2 separate regions of the Gossypium arboreum genome follow, and region 2 is linked to region 1. Evidence: chromatin contacts called from public Hi-C data. All regions are on one chromosome and are shown on one strand. Each heading gives the region's core, a stretch centred on a gene start, on an enhancer-like site or on the middle of the called end of the contact. The rest is flanking DNA. Distances are from core to core; before and after follow the strand shown. Region 1 holds the start of LOC108464583. Region 2 holds the start of LOC108462490.

Evidence for each region. A called contact is a pair of places that touch in the nucleus more often than the background predicts.
Region 2: a contact with region 1 is called in a Hi-C map of leaf, with 4 times the contacts expected there. The contact joins the promoter of LOC108462490 here to the promoter of LOC108464583 in region 1. A contact is called at or near these places in 3 of 5 Hi-C or Micro-C datasets (all in leaf).

The regions. Positions count from the first base shown.
Region 1 is chr10:53,290,854-53,294,029 of ASM2569848v2, forward strand. It overlaps LOC108464583, which reads right to left and starts at 1,334. Exons shown (of 18, transcript XM_017764948.2): 1 at 895-1,334; 2 at 1-6. The coding sequence starts at 975.
Region 2 is chr10:53,472,095-53,475,473 of ASM2569848v2, forward strand. LOC108462490 reads left to right here and starts at 1,753. Exons shown (of 2, transcript XM_017762431.1): 1 at 1,753-1,804; 2 at 2,056-2,705. The coding sequence starts at 1,753. The coding sequence ends at 2,705.

The DNA.
Region 1 (3,176 bases), core at 84-2,583:
ATTAAACTATAGAGAACCAAACCAAAAAATCACTAAAATCAGTACAGAAGAAAGCTTAAATTAATCTGAAAAAAAGAAACCACGATTATCATGTCAAATAGAATAGTTCTCATATAAAAGAAATGTGGCAGTGAAACCCAAAATTAAATCAAAATGTCACTTTTAGTCCTTTTATTCAGTCATATGTATGCAGACGGAATATTGTCATATTGCTGATTTAAGATTATCAGATATGAAATAATATCATGAAGACCCAACTCCATTAATTTGAGACGAATCACTATCAATCTCTTCCCTACAGTTGAAACGAATACTGAAATGATTCTAAGTGGCATCAAGTTCAAAACGTTTTTTCTTACTTCAAACAATTTACAGGTTTTTGACCAGACACCAGCCGCAAAAATCAACTAATCGTATGTATGGCATGAATCGTATCAGGCCAGCGATCCTTTTTTTTTTTTTCCTGAATTTTGACGAGACGCAAGCTCGCAGGCAAGCTCTCAGTAATGGTAAATACAAAGAAAAAGGATCATTTCCAAATATTTAAGTAAAAAATTAATTAAATAGTTCCTAAGGCATGCCTTATATGCTATCTACAAAATCACGCGCAATGATTTAATTAAATAAGAGGCAGAAAATATACAAAATAAATAGTTCAAATTTCCTACAAAATGAATTTGAAACCTTATTACTTTAGGATAGAACTAATTCTGTGGAAAAACAACCTTGCTCCTCTTAACTTTTAGACTAATACTATTTTTTTTCCTCCGCTTTTACACATTTTCTCAGGAACCAAACAGAACGAAATCAACTTATAAAAAAAGAACGCCATAATCAACAAAGTTATTCCCGTTAATATTAAGGAAAAAAAAAGAGGCAAAACAAAAAACTGACCAATTGTAAAGTATTACGGCTGACATATTCTTCAGGCGGCCATGAATTCTTTTTAGAATGAAATAAGTTTCCAGTAACCATGTTGACTAATCAAAATTCAAATTTCCACTCCAATAATGTCCTTTCCCAAATTCATGCGATCAACAAAAGAGAAAGAAAAATAAATAAATGCAAAAGAACTTGGAAGAAAAAGCCTCCTATACTCTAAAGATCTCTTATTTATATTTAAAAAAAAAAAGAATAGAAAAGGAAAGGAAATGCTAAATCAGAGAATCGCGGGATCAGATATGTAGGGGTACTTTAGATTTCCGTGTAGAAAAACTGGAGAAGCGTTAAGCATTCGTGGCGGCTTTTTTGGGATATAAAAATGGAAAAAGAAGAGAAATAAAAATTTAAAATAAAAGAAAGAGAGAGAATGAAGGGGGGACGGGTGGAGCCGTAGTGTTGGCGCGTGGAAGATCCCTTTGGACTTTGGAGCCTTGTCAGCTCTCATGGATCGCCAGGTGGGTGTCAATGTCACAATAAAGTCCAATTTCTTTCATTTTTTATTTATTTGTTAATATCATATTTCATCCAAGTTCAAAATACAATAATAATGTTAGGTTCAAATTTTGGTTTATTATCAACTCGTAATTAAAACATTATTAAAATTATTACTAAAAACATATTTTTATAATAATATAATTTATTTTTAAATAGAAATATTTTAATAATTTTTCAATTTAGTTATATACATTAGTATTTTTTTTATCGGAGTATGTACATACACCAATTGGATTAAAAGCTTAAGATAAGTATAGATGTTGATAACTTGATTCTTAGCCAAGTGTTGTATTTTCAAAACATATAAATTAAAAACAACAAATATTTTTAAAATTTTATTAATTAAATTTTTTGAAAATGTGAAAAATTTTGAAATTTTAATTTTCCTAAAAGGAAAAAGAACAGGTAAAAGGGCGATGCGTGATAGCTGCCTCCAATGGGTGAGGATGTGGGGTCATCTTTCTTTTTGGTCTTAAAAAGAATATCGTGGAGTATTTTTCTAATTAAAATTAAAAAAGAAAACAAAAGTAAAAATAAGAAAATTTTTATTTGATTATTTGCTAATTTAGTGGGCGGTGCGAACTTGAGATAATATGCGGTTGTGTCGTGTGGTGTTTGTCTGGACCGCATCGCATAGCGTCCCACGCAGTGAGCAACTAACTAATTTTACTGTTTTTCCATTTTCCATACCACCTGCTCACGAGACAAATAACAAGATCCACTTGCTTGTTCATATGTTACTAATAACTTGAAAAGAATAAACTATGCTATTAATCATTAAATTATAGGTAAGTTTTTATTTTGGTCACTTAATAAAAAAGGTTATAATTTGATCACTGGACTATTCAAAAGTTTTCATTTAAATCACTATACTATTAAAATCAATGTTATATGATTTTTTTTTGTTCATACTATCTGCACCAATAGAAAGCTCTTTTTCCTCTTCTCTTTTATAGTTCAATTTGTTTTTTTTTTATGAAACAATTTTGGAAGCCACAATTTGCGAACTAAAATTCAAATAACTTTTTTTCTTTAATCTTTGACATTGACCATCAAATCAACTTGGATCTAAGGTATGTGCTACTCGTCGATAGGTACTGATCCACTATATCAATCATCGAATCGTCGCTTGGAGCTCGCTGGCGAAACTTTTTTGAAAAAAAAAATAATCTAGTGACTTAAATAAAAACTTTCGAATAGTTCAATGATCAAATTGTAACTTTCTTTAGTTAAGTGACCAAAATGAAAATTTACCCATAGTTTAGTGACTAATAGTGTAGTTTACCCATAAGTTGAAGAGTTAATTGCATTAGACATCATTAAATTATACTTTCATTCTAAATTGATCTTTAAACTTTAAAACATTCTAAGGGCATATATACAATGGCACCTGAACTTGGCAATTTGTACATATTTTGTATTTTTTTGGGACATTTAACCGGTACCTAAACTGTAACACCCCTAACCCGACCCATTTGCCAGATCCAAGTATGACTTGATTAACTTATCCTAAATTCTATCGACTAACTGTTATAAAACAAACTATATTGAAACAATAATGCTTCTTACAACAAAAGCCTCAAGCTTATCCAAAAGCTTGGTCTCACAAGGTTTTTGTCACTATACAAACTATTTGTTTACAAAATAACTCTTGAAATTTAGGTAAGGGCCAACTATCCTAAAAATCTAGATTTTAGGGATGTTATCTGGCTTCGTTGTTATTGTTCTTAAGGCGAAGC
Region 2 (3,379 bases), core at 503-3,002, 180 kb after region 1:
TCATCAGCTTCAATCAACATTGGACTTATGATGTAATTAATTACTTTGAAGTTGTAAATTATATAAAACAACTATAAATTATAACAATAAATAATAATTTATTATTGTAAAATGGAGATTTTATAAAATTAAAATTATAATTATAATAGTAATTAGAAAAATAGCATAAAGTAAATTAAAATTAGTAAGAATGTATAATTGTAAAGGAAAACTTTTGCCTAATAAATTAAAATGAAGGTAAGTTTAAAATAAATTTAGTATAATATGTATAATAAATTAAATAAATGTGTGATGAAATAATGTAAATAGTTGTATATGCTTAAAAATTTTGTGAGTTCAAAGCATTAAATTTGCATGGTTAAATTAAAAAAGTCTGTCTTTTGACATGGTGAATCTTTCGTTTTAGTTTCTCTTTTTCCGAGTCTTCAATTTTGTGTTACTGTTTTGTCTGGGACTGGAGCTTTTTCTCTAGGTTTTTTCTGTGTGATGGAAGAGGGTTTAGCTATCTTAATCTTCTTGACGAAGTGGAGGAGGCTTTCCATGGGGAAATTTCGTCAGTGCATCGGAGTTATCAATTTTGTTTAGTGGGGTGATGCTTGACTGATAGTATCATCCACTTCCCTTCCTTGCGCAATACTATAGTTTATCTTTGGCATCCGATTGAGGGAATTTTCATTTCGAATCTTGGGGAAAAAATGTTTCTTTTCTAATTTTTTCATGAAGTGGACATTCATCGGGTGCTTTCGGGGACACCATGGGTTTTCAATAATCATCTGATTATTCTTCGTAGAATCTAACAGGGGGAAGATCCAGCTGTTGTTCCTTTATTGTTAACTGAATTTTGGGTTCAAATACACGACTTGCCACTAAGGTTGATGACGGAAACAATGCAATACAGTTTGGAGAGTTTTTGGGACAGTTTCTTGAGTACGACACCTCTATTCCAACTATAGGGATTAATAAATTTATGCGTATTCGAGTTAGGTTGGATGTGTCTCTCCAATTGCAAAGGAAAAAGAAGATTCAAATCGATAAGGAAGGTACAGTTTATGCTTGTTTCCAGTATGAAAAATTGAGCCTCTTTTGCTTTATTTGCGGTAGACTGGGACACAGAAAGAGTTTTTGTCCTTTTCGTACCAGCCTGGATCCATCAAAAATAATTTTTGGTTGGGACATTTCATTACGAGTGGTGGGGCATCAGCGGAATCCTATGGTGAGTAGGTGGCTTCGAGAACCTGACGGTTTAGAATGCCATACTGCAGTTTTGGCAAGAAATCCCACGACCCAAATTCGAGGGAGAGAACTTGATGCTGGGTGTAATTTAAGGAGGGTGATGGGGAATCAATTGGATAAATCTAATATTATCTCTTTAAAATCTGGACAGAATATTTCTTTTAAAGTAGATAAGAATACCTGGCGAAATAATAATAGTATGGAATTAATTGGGGTTGAAAATGATAGTGGGCCCATGGATGGGGTGTTGACCGAAGAAAATGATCCCTTAGTTTCTTTGGAAGGAAAGAAACGACAAAGGTTAGTGGGGGATTCAACTCATGTCGTAGGGGATGTTGCTGAAGAAGACTCAATGATTTTAGCGGTGGCTCTGTAATGAAAATCATAAGCTAGAACGCCTACGGCTTGGGGAGACCGCAGACTGTTAGTAGGCTCAAAAATAAATTACGAGCCATTAATCCCCAGATTTTGTTTCTTATAGAGACAAAATTAAGTTCAAAGAAGATGGAGTTGGTGTGAATGAAGTGTGGATTTGCAAATGGTATTAATGTTGGTGCGTCGGGATCTAAAGGTAGTCTATCGTTAGGTTGGAAACAAAATTCCTTGATTTGGCTTCAGAGTTATTCTTCTTTTCATATTGACGTTGAGGTTCATGATAATGCTTGCGGTGAAGTTTGGCGTCTTATGGGGTTTTATGGGAATCTAGATGAATGAAATAGAGCAATATCATGGGAGTTACTTTGTCAGTTGGGGAATGACCAAATGTTGCCTTGGATTGTGGTTGGGGACTTCAATGAGATTATGCATTCTTTTGAAAAGCAGGGTGGCCGACTTCGTTGAGAACGTCAAATGTTGATTTTCGAGAAGTGTTGGAGGACTGCGGGCTTATTGATTTGGGATTTTTTGGTGGGTGGTTTACATGGGAGCACGGTCGTGTTTTGGCTACCAATATTCGGGAGCATCTGGACAGGGGAATAGCGACTCAAGATTGGATGTCTCTTTTTCCTAGTTACCATTTGGAGCATTTGAGTCACTCATTTTTGGATCATTGCCCGATTCTGTTGGACACACGTGGGCGGGGTGGTGAGTTTCAGCGTTCTAGGAACAGAAGTTTCCGTTTTAAAGTGAAATGGTGTCTAGAACATGATTTTGAGGCTATGGTACAAAGGAGTTGGGAAGATATAACTGAAACTGTCCCAAATAAGTTCATGCTTTTGGGGAAACGTTTTCAGCAGTGGAGTCGGTCTAGGAGTTGGGATCAAAAAACAATTCATAGGGATTTTGAAGAGCGTTTACATGAAGTTTATGACCAGGATCCTTCTGATGAGGTTCTTGTCGAAATCATTGAGGCCCAAATTGGCATTAATTTGGAGATTGACAAAGAAGAAATTTTCTGGGGGCAACGGGCTCATGCCAATTGGTTGCAAAATGGAGATAGAAACACCAACTATTTTCATAAAATTACGGTTTAGCATTTTCAACGAAGTAGGATTATGGGCTTGGAAGAAGAAAATGGTCATTGGGTTTCATCGAATGTGGGAATGCTTCGGCTTGCTTTGAGATTTTTTGAGAATTTGTTTTCGGCTTCTAATTCTGGTCATGACGAGCGACTGTTGGGCTTGGTAGAGAAGCAGATTTCACATAGCATGAATGAGAAATTGCTTCGTCCTTTTTTAGAGGTTGATATTAAGCATGCTATCATGGCAATGGCACCTTTAAAGGCTCCGGGTATTGATGGATTTCCAGCAGTTTTTATTAGAAATGCTGGCATATTGTTGACTTTGAAATCTCCAAGTACTGTTTGTCAATCTTGAAAGGAGAAACTGAAATGGGGGAAATCAATAAAACCCACATTATCTTAATCCCTAAAGTTGATAAACCCAAAAACCTCACACAATTCTGACCTATAAGTCTTCGTAATATAATTTACAAGGTAACTACGAAAGTATTGGTGGAACGCATGAGTTCCATTTTGGGGGAGTGTGTTAATGAAACTCAAGGGGATTTTATTCTAGGAAAAAATATTTCGGATAATGTGTTGAGTGCTTACGAGGTCTTACATTCTCTTAAAATGAAGAAAAAAAGTAGAAAAGAGACTTTTGTGCTTAAACTCGACATGAGTAAAGTGTACGATCGTGTTGAGTGG